2 separate regions of the Mus musculus genome follow, and region 1 is linked to region 2. The links are chromatin contacts, called in public HiChIP or PLAC-seq maps. All regions are on one chromosome and are shown on one strand. The core of a region is the stretch at or near the end of the contact, and the rest is flanking DNA. Distances in the headings are between cores, read along the strand shown.

The links. HiChIP or PLAC-seq counts read pairs in DNA pulled down with a chosen protein or histone mark.
Region 1: a contact with region 2 is called in an HNF4G HiChIP or PLAC-seq map of pancreatic cancer cells. The contact joins two enhancer-like sites. A contact is called at or near these places in 1 of 115 datasets of contacts at active chromatin or transcription factors (pancreatic cancer cells) and 1 of 9 other capture datasets (pancreatic islet).

The regions. Positions count from the first base shown.
Region 1 is chr17:74,817,683-74,822,897 of GRCm38.p6, forward strand. All of the region lies in intron 13 of Ttc27 (tetratricopeptide repeat domain 27), which reads left to right. Among named protein-coding and RNA genes, the nearest start is that of Ttc27, 100 kb to the left of the region's middle. Within about 2 kb of position 1,764, at least 48 of the 459 cell types and tissues checked have an H3K27ac peak or open chromatin away from gene starts, as enhancers often do. A contact at or near this core is called in pancreatic cancer cells, where this site is marked.
Region 2 is chr17:74,400,495-74,405,626 of GRCm38.p6, forward strand. Slc30a6 (solute carrier family 30 (zinc transporter), member 6) reads left to right here. Exons shown (of 14, transcript NM_144798.6): 2 at 1,418-1,504; 3 at 3,510-3,594. Among named protein-coding and RNA genes, the nearest start is that of Slc30a6, 7.5 kb to the left of the region's middle. Within about 2 kb of position 2,232, at least 34 of the 459 cell types and tissues checked have an H3K27ac peak or open chromatin away from gene starts, as enhancers often do. A contact at or near this core is called in pancreatic cancer cells, where this site is marked.

The sequences.
Region 1 (5,215 bases), core at 514-3,013, 420 kb after region 2:
CAGGTAATCCATTGGACACTGTGTCTTATTTGTGATAATTTACCAGATCCTGTAAACTGTGTGTAAACCTGAAGTGGCCAATCTGGATTCTAAGACTTTTAGGAAAGTATACTAATGTTAGCTCATGTATCCACCTGTATTTCAACACCATTCATTTGTACCATTCATTTGCACCATTCATTTGTACCATTAATTTGAATCTCTGATCATTAACCACTATTTGCCAGAACACACATTTTCCAGTACTTCCAAAAGCCCCTGTTCTTTCTACTGGAGTAGCCTTGCCCTTTATGTAGGGAAACAGTAACAGCTGAGCAGTTTTATCCCTTGCATTAATTTGTACCTCCTTTTTCATATATATCATAATTTGTTTATCTTTCTTGCTATTCCCACTTATAATACCTGGGTGCACAATAAAATTTCCCAAGATTCCTACTATCCCTGAAAGTAAAGGATCATAAACACCAGTGGTTAGCCTGTAATATTGAAATTTGGGGGGTAGTGTAAGAGATGTATCTTTGGCAAGATCCTGAGCTGCATCTATAAGATCAGAAATACTTAGTTTTGATCTTCTTGTCCACTTGGTATTTCCTGGCTGACCAAAGGAAGATGGCTCTTATTGTTTGCTCCAGGGTCTCAAACTGAAAGCCCGCTCGGTTCGTTTCCCAACTGTAAGGTTATGTCTTATGAATATCTTGGACCTACAATCTTTAGACCAGTGTTTGCCCTTTCTACAGTGGCTACAATACCCTGGAAGCTTTTGTGTTTCATAGCAGCCAGAACCTCCTTATTCTTGTCTATGAATGCCATATTCTCCAGACTTAATGCACTTGCTATTTTGAGACCTGAATCTTTTATTTTTACAGTTTCTTGAAATGACCAAATTCATTACAAAGCACTGGGCATTTTGGTTCCTATAACATTGGCATGGTGCTCCTGAAGGCCAGCACCAATTGTCTCTCTTATCCATTTGTGTATTGGTGCTCCTTGTGCTTTCAATGGACTGACTGACCTCTTACATTTAATATTTGCATTTTCAAATGCCAAGATCTCTGTCAATGTACTCTCTGGTTTCAGGGTCTGATTTGGTCTGTTTATAGCTGAACCTGATCTGTAAGAAGTCAATAAAGGCTTCCCCAGGGCCATGTATTACCTTAGTGAATGAGATGGATTGTCCCCCTGGCTGCTCAGTCACATCCCAAGCTCTTAACGCAGCAACACAACATCGTCAATTATGACATCATCAGATCAGATTTGTACAAAGCCTGGGAAAGCTGAAAGTACCTGTGCAGCCCCAAGCACATGCTCTGGCAGTGCACTTGTCTGGATACTAACCTGTCCCTGTAGTGCCTCTTGCTCTTCCTCAACCCTTGTCTCATGGAGGTGCTCTGGGCACCTATAAGTCAAAGTGCATGGGCAGGGCAAGGTTGTCTTCTAGCCTAGTTTGCTTCCCTCTCTCATCGTGTGGTAAATTTCTGTCTCAGACACCAAGCCGAACAGTGGTGTTGTTCTCCTCTCACTGGCTCTTTTTGCTTTCCAAGCACTTCAGCCTCTGTCCACACACTCTAAGTGCATAGCCAACCGTGCAATCCTTTCTAACCCAAGAGAATTGACTGAGCCTTCTGAGTTTTCAGCTTTCCCCATAATCTTTTTCAAAATGGTATGCATGAAACCTATGAACCAAAACCAGAGAACCCCCTCCAGGAGCAAGGCAGGAAACAACCCAGTGGCAGTTTCTCTTATTTTGCCATCCTCCTTACACAACATTGCTAAGCCATCAAAACTTGCCTATTCCTCTATACAAGAAGTAGCAGAGTTACCCATTATGCCTAGGCCATGTTGAGTGCCACCTGTATTCTTAGATTTTTCAAAACCTACTTTAGTTGGGGTTCTTAAATATTTCAACCTCCCTTCTAGCCCACTGATCAGAGGTAGGGGATAAAAAAGAAGGTTAAAATAGCAAAAGAGAATTATAGACCTGTTTAGTAGTTCATTGAGGCAGTTCCACTCTTTGTTGTCAGGATACCAGCAGTCCAGTTCAGTAGCAAACACCAAACACAAATCAGTAGTGGTGACTCAGTCCAACATAAACAGCAAGGCTTAGCTGAATCAGGATGAGTCAGTAGAAGTGGCCAGAATCAGCCAGAATACCACAAGAGGTTCTTTGATGCATTTCTCTCTACAAAGCAAAGTCTAAAGAAGACCAGTGAAGAAGTGAAGTGTCACACAAATAACAATGCAAGAGCATATCTCTCTCACTGTCTGTGGGATTCTATTTATATTCTTTCTAGGCATCACGTGCTCTCTCAAGTGTTTGTTTTCAGTAAAATATCACAAGATAGCTTCCCAAAAAAGTCACGTGACATGACTGAGTTGTTAAAGAAACCAGAAATTTCTACTTCAGTAGTCCCTTAGCCAGGGCTGTGGATTCACTTTAAAGGGAGGAGACAGTGCTGTGTCTCCTAGAGGCAATGCTGCAAGTCCTGGTTACACATCAGACTTAAAAGACTTGGCAGGGAGAAGGCGGATATAAAACTTCTCAAGTGGTTCATATATTAACATGTTGAAGCAGTCTCATTTTGGATATCTAGAAATAAATATTATTAAACTTATAAAAAGTGTAGCCACCAGAGCAGGTAATGAAGCTAAGCTCTTTCTTACCCACCTGACAGCTCTGGGCTAAGTCGTAGTAATTTTGGAGCTTAAAGAATTCAGCTGTATTTTGAGGACTTGTGTGAAAGTTTTGAGGCATCTTGACTCATTTATTTAATATATATTGTATTGGTGCGTGTGTGCCGCGTGTGTGCTCGCGCAGTGTGTGTGTGTGTACGTGTACACCTGTACTCGAGCACACATGCATGTGTGACTGACTTAGCATGCATGTGGAGATCAGCAGACAACTTGCAGAAATTGGTTTTTTCTTTCATCTTTAGGTACATCCCTTGTCATGAGTATCAAGATGGCTAGCTTACAAAGCTGCCCGGCTATGCGGGCTGTGCGTCTAATAGGCTTGTAGACCTTAGATGTGTTTCCCCACAGCTGGATTTTTTTTTTTTTTTTTGACATGGGTTCTGGCCATCAAACTCAGGTTAGGTTGTCTGGTTTGTGGGATAAATGCTATTACTTGCTGAGCCATCTCACTGGCCCCATCAGTCATCATTGATAATGGGCATTTAAGTAATAATTTAAAAACAAAGTAAAAGACATGCTAAGCATTGTCCACAGTTCTTCAGATTCTAAAGACCTCCATTGAGAAAGAAAAAATAAAGACATTGTAGTGAGTCAGCTGATAGCAACTGGGAGACCCTGAAGTTTAAAGCTGAGAGCTTTGTATGAGTCCAGGGCCAAGATGGTTACCTGTACTGAGAGAGGCAAGCCAACAGTTAACTGATCTGGAGATTTTCATTGCATGCAAATTATTAAAACAACTGCAAAAAATAACCAAAGGTAAATGATACAGGAGCCATATTAATACTTCATATATCTAAATGTTTATTAAAAATTTAATATACTGAATATAAAACTTGGATATTTTTTAAACTTAAAAGTAAATAAGACACTTCATGTGACCAGAGTGGCCTCGAGCTATATCTTGGGTACTGTTATTTGCATTATTTGCTAATCTTTTCTCGTGGATTAAAAAGTAAAGTTTCCCATTTGTATCTTGATTTCATATGTTTTTTTTTTTAATATCAACCTGTGGGGAAGATATTTGCTTTTTGTTTATTTATTAATTTGTGTGTGTGTGTGTGTTTTTTTTTTTTTTTCTGCTGAGGCCTATATAGGAATCTGCAGTATTCCTAATTTAGTCCTGCAATTCAGTGAGGTAGCCTTCATTCCAATGAGTAAAAATTCATTGCTTCTACCTGCCATCTTGGAAGAGACTCCTACATTATAAGTCCCACTTTGTATAGAATGCACTGCTGCTGGTTATGTTAATACAAGGCTGCAATCCTGGCACTTGAGAGGCTGTTTGAGTTTGATACCAGTTTGGGCTTCAGAATGGAACCTTTGTAATAAATCATAACCAAAGCCAAGAAAACAAGTAAAACCCAGATTTGTCTTTTTTTTTTTTTTATTGGATATTTTCTTTATTTACATTTCACATGTTATCCCCTTTCCCAGTTTCCCTCCTTCCCGGAAACACCCTATCACATCCTCCCTCCCCCTGCTTCTATGAGGGTGTTTCTTCTGCCCATTTACTTACTCCCACCTCCCCACCGTTGATTCCCCTACACTGTGTCATCTATCGAGCCTTAATAGGACCAAGGACCTCTCTTTCCACTGATGCATGACAAGACCATCCTCTGCTACATATGCAGCTGGAGCCATGTGTACTCCTTTGTTGATGGCTTAGTCCCTGGGAGTTCTGAGGGGAGTATCAATCTGGTTGGTTGATACTGTTGTTCTTCCTATGGGGTTGCAAACCCCTTCAACTCCTTCAGTCCCTTCTCTATTAGGGACCCTGTGCTCAGTCCAATGGTTGGCTGCTAATATCTGCCTCTGTATTTGTAAGGCTCTCGAAGGGCCTCTCAGGTGACAGCCAGATCAGGCTCCTTTCAGCATGTAATTCTTGGCATCCCAAATAGTATCTGGGTTTGGTAACTGTACATGGGATGAATCCCCAGGTGGGACAATCTCTGCATGTCCTTTCCTTTAGTCTCTGCTCTACTCTTTATCTCCATATTTGCTCCTGTGAGTATTTTGTTCTTCTAAGAAGGACCGAAAAACCCATACTTTGGTCTTCCTTCTTCTTGAGCTTCATGTGATCTGTGAATTGTATCCTGGTTATTTGGAGCTTTGGGACTAGTATCCACTTATCAGTGAGTGCATACTAAGTGTTTTCTTTTGCAATTGGGTTACCTCACTCAGGATGATATTTTCTAGTTCTATCCATTTGCCTTAGAATTTTATAAATTCATTGTTTTTAGTAGCTGAGTAGTACTCCATTGTGTAAATGTACCACATTTTCTGTATCCATTCCTCTGTTGAGGGACATCTGGGTTCTTTCCAGCTCCTGGCTATTATAAATAAGGCTGCTATGAACATAGTGGAGCATGTGTCTTTGTTACATGTTGGAGCATCTTCTGGGTATATGCTCAGGAGTGGTATAGCTGGGTCCTCAGGTAATACTATGTCCAATTTTCTGAGGAACCACCAGACTGATTTCCAGAGTGGTTGTACAAGCTTGCATTCCCACCAGCAATGGAGGAAT
Region 2 (5,132 bases), core at 982-3,481:
TGTGTTTAAAAGGACATTGCCACACAAATACGTTTGTAGTTTGACTACTTGTCCACAGTCCCTCTCTGCCTTCTGTGTTCTCACCTTTCCCGGGTCCTGGCACCCTTCGCTTTCCTAGATAGCTTGATCAAGCAGCCCATTTAGGGGTGAAAACACCCCATGTATCTTTTCTTGCCTTCCTTTGCTTTATTGTGGGAGTGGTTTTGCCATGCACCGAAGGCCAACAGTTCTCAACCTGTGGGTCGGGACCTTTGGGGGGGGGGGTGTCACACGACCCTTTCACAGGGGTGGCATCAGATACCCTGCATAGCAGATATTTACATTAAAATTCAGAACAGCAGCAAACTTAGAGTTATGAAGTAGCAACAAAATAATTTTCTGGCTGGGGAGGGTCACCACAGCATGAGGAACTGTGTAAGGATGCACAGCATTAGGAAGGCTGAGAACCCAGGGCCGGGGTTCTTCAGCAGCTTCAGTATTTGACTCAAAGTTCAGTGAAGTAGAAACACAGGATGGTTGTTACGGTGACTGTGCCTTGACCGTTCAAGAAAGTATTTCACTAAAACCAAACTATTTTTTTTTCTTTTTTTAAAGATTTATTTATTGTTATATGTAAGTACATTGTAGCTGTCTTCAGACACACCAGAAGAGGACGTCAGATCTCATTACAGATGGTTGTGAGCCACCATGTGGTTGCTGGGATTTGAACTCGGGACCTTCGGAAGAGCAGTTGGCGCTCTTACCCACTGAGCCATCTCTCCAGCCCCAAAACCAAACTATTTAAGTGGGCCTCTCAGCAGTCAAATTATGACATGTTACTCTTTGACGATCAGGAAAGAACTTTTGCCCTCCTTCAAATTAATTGCTTTTGGAATAACAAAATTTTCTCTTGAAACATAGCTATAATATTTTATTTTGGAAACCTGGCCCAGAAAACTTCATAAGAGCATAGTGTATTTTCAGTGCAAGGAAAGGTATGTCTTTATGAGTGTAAACAGAAGCTACTAATAATCACACTGGCCCTGCACTGTTGTAGGTTACAGTGATCATGGCGATTCCCCCAGATTCTTTGCCTAAATGCCTAAAAGAGAGCATAGCGGGGTTTACCGGTATAGTTACTTAGCTTTGTTAAGTAAAATATAATATTTTGGGAGGGAGGGGATCCAGAGCTAAAAATGCCTACATCTGACTTCCTAATTATCTGTTGGCTAGCTTTGAGATGTTGAACATCTTATCAAAAATGACTTGCTTCTCATATGGCTATTTGCCTATTAAATCAGTAAGTGCCTTTAACTTGTGTAGGGTACTTGCTGTGTGGAACCCTTGATAAGGTAGTTGTTGGTACTCTCAAATCGCAAGAGCATTAAAGATTATTAGATATTTAAGGCTGATTTGTATTTTTATGTTTGTCTTAAAGGGGACGATTCATCTCTTTCGAAAGCCACAGAGATCTTTTTTTGGAAAGTTACTACAGGAATTTAGACTTGTCGCAGCTGACCGGAGGGTAAGTCCTTCTTCAACCTTGGCTTGAGTTATTGCAAAGCCACCTTATACACTGAGCTGAGGATCGAGGGGCTGGAGATGTGACTCTGGTTAAGAGCAGGAGATGCCCTTGCTGAGGACACACCTTCAGTTCCCAACACCCACACAGAAGCTCACATCTGTCTGGAACTCAGGCCAGAGGATCTGGTGCTCTTTCTGGCCTCCGCAAGCACCAGCTACACTAGGCGCAGGCAAAGTAAAAACAAGTCATCACTTTCTATCTTTAAGTACTTTGTGCCCCTTCCTTCTGGAAAGTTCTTAACCCTCTTTACGTTCTCAGTCACCCTTCCCTGTCCCTGTCCCTGAGCTACTGAGTCTAACCAAGGAAATCCAACCCTGCTGACTTATCTCACTGTCAATTGATGACAAGCCACGGGCGCTCCTCTTGTTCAAGTTCTATAGTTCATTCAGTTTCCCACATTTCTAGATTTCTAGATGATGTGTGTGTGTGTGTGTGTGTGTGTGTGTGTGTGTGTGTGTGTGAACTACAGTACATATGTGGAGGTCAGAGCACAACTTGGGAATTGGTTCTCTTCCCACCATGTGAGTTCCAGCTCCTTCCCTCTGCTCTGTGAAGTGTGAGCCCCTTCCCTGTAGGAGTGCTATCTGCTCTCCTGGTTTTCATTACACTGTGTGTTGGTGACTGTGTATTTAAGTCTCAAGCCCTAACCCCTCCCACCTCTGCTTCCTTTATGGAATTTGGCCTCCTCCACGTCTCATGGATGACTAATAGGCATTTCAGTCATAGTATGGTCAAGGCTGAACCTTGATCTTCGGTCACTTGCGTATTAACTAGATACTTTTCCAGATGGTCAAGTCTGAAAAATTGTAAATCTTTTCCATTCTGGTTTAGTCCCTTGATCCTCACATGAGTGTGCTCAACAAACACGCTGACTATCTTTAATGCAGTCGTGCAAAGCCTTACCTTTAGCGCTCCCTCCTACCACTTTCAAGCCCCACAGGAACCCGAATGATCTTTGCTTTCTGTAGGCAGGGAGGGGTTGAGAGAAACTCTCACCACATAGCTTAGGCTAGCCTCAGACTTACTGTGTAGCCCTTGCTGGCCTTCAGCTGCCATCCTCTTATCTCTGCATCCTAAGTGTTGGCATCACGGGCGTACCCCACCATGCCCAGGAAAATGTAAGGCAGGCCCCAGCTAATGTTTCCTGGCATTCGGGACGTCTCGTGCTACTGCTCAGACTCCCTCTCTTCCACTCTTCTCTGCTGTCCTTACCAGGGGCTTTGTCACTTGGGGCCCTAGCTCTCTGGCTACTGTTTTCTTTCCAATTATTCTCATGCTAGAGTCTGTGGCCTTTCACATTGCTACGAGTCTTTTCTGATGAGCCAGTCTGAAAAGAACCCTCTCCAAACCACCTTCTGTCATTGTTTCCTTAGCCACTCCCCAGGGTCTCTCTGTGTAGCCTTAACTGTCTTTGGAACTCACTGTGGAGACCAGGATGGCCTCGAACTCACAGAGATCCGCTTGCTTCTGCCTCCTAAGTGCTGGGATCAAAGGCGTGCGCCACCACTGCCCGGCTCCTTGACCCACTTTTTATTTGCTTCCTAGTACTTGTTACCATTAACCTAAATACTTGTTTACTGTCAGTCTGCCTACATGGTAAGTCCATGTTTTGTTCTCCGCTTTATTCTCAGGCCTAAATAAAGCCTGGCATTGATACTCATTGAGTAAATAGCTTTGTTCAGAGAGTTGTTTTAAAATGTACATCCTTTAAAATGGTTGGGTTGTTTCTGACAGGGTTTGCTATGCTGCCTCGGCTACCACAAGTGACCCTCCTGCTTGACTGAGGGAACTCGATTGATGATGATTTGGTTAGATGTAGAAAACGTGCCACAGTTTTTAGAAGGAGTCGCATTTGTCTGCTGTGTGTCTATTATATTATCGGTGTGGATGAGGCAGGCGATCTCTGTCAACACTGTCTGAATGAGCATGGTTTTCCCTCCCGCAGTCCTGGAAGATCCTTCTGTTCGGTGCAATCAACGTGCTGTGCACTGGCTTCCTGCTCATGTGGTGCAGCTCCACCAACAGCATCGGTATGTTGCCCTGTGGTTGCTCTCAGGCCAGCTTCACCTTTGATTTTGATTTAAATAAAGATGTATGTGCTGGCTAACTTTATGTCAGCTTGACACGAGCTGTAGTCATCCGAGAGGAGGGAAGCTCAATTAAGAAAATGCCTCCAGCCGGCGGTGGTGGTGCATGCCTTTAATCCCTGCGCTTGGGAGGTAGAGGCAGGTGGATTTCTGAGTTCGAGGCCAGCCTGGTCTACAGAGTGAGTTCCAGGACAGCCAGGGCTATACAGAGAAACCTTATCTCAGAAAACAAAACAAGAACAAAAACAAAAAAACAAAAGAAAATGCCTCCATAGAACTGGGCCATAGGCAAGCCAGTAGGCTATTTTCTCAATTAGGAATCAGTGGGAGAGGGCGCAGCCCACTGTGGATGGCGCCACCATGGCCTGGTGGCCCTGGGATGAGTTCTTTTCTTTCACCATGTGGGTTCCCGGAATCCTCAGGATGTCAGACGTAGTAGTAAGTACCCCTACCCACTGCTGCTGGCCTCCTCTTGAAAATACTTTTTTGAGAGGCTGGAGAGATGGCTCAGAGACTAAGAGCACTGGATGCTCTTCCAGAGGTCCTAAGTTCGATTCCCAGCAACCACATGGTGGCTCACAACCATCTGTAATGGGATCCAGTGCCCTCTTCTGGCCTGCAGGCACAGTACTTTCTGAGGCAGGTATAGTTGTGTACACCTTTGATCCCAAACAAACCAGAAAAAGAGAAATATTATTTAAATCATTTAAGCTACACACATTCCAGAAAAGCACATAATATATATAAAGGAAAGGGAGGCAGAGAGAGACAGATTTCTGAATTGGATGCCAGCCTGGTCTACATAAAGAGTTCAGAGAAACCCTATCTCAAAAACAAAACAAAACAAACAAACAAACAAAAAAAACCAAACCAGAAAGAAAGAAAGAAAGAAAAAAGACGGAAGTCAGGCAAGCAGGCAGACAGGTAGGCAGGCAAGCTATGAGGTAGGTTGAATAAGCCATAATAACAACCCAGTACTCAGCCCCTCCATGGCCTATACATCAGCTCCTGGCTCCAGGTTTCTGCCCTGCCTTCCTTCAGTAGACTGCGACTTAGGATGTGTAAGCCTAGTAAACCCCTTCCTTCCCAAGCTGCTTTTGGTCGTGGTGTTTTATCACAGCAATAGTAACCCTAAGACAGGGGCTGGAGAGATGGCTCAGTGGTTAAGAGCTCTGACTGCTATTCTAGAGGTCCTGAGTTCAAATCCCCAGCAACCACATGGTGGCTCACAACCACCTGTAATGGGATCTGATGCTCTCCTCTGGTGTGTGTCTGAAGATCAGTTACACTGACCTCATATAAATAAAATAAATAAATCTTTTTTTTAAAAATGCTTATCAGTCTCACAGAAGACCTGAGTTCAATTCTCAGCACCTCTGTCAGTCATCTGTAGCTGTTTCCAGACGATCAACACCCTCTCTCAGGCTCCTGCGTGTACATATTGCTTATACACTCACTCGGGCCACACATGCATACTTACA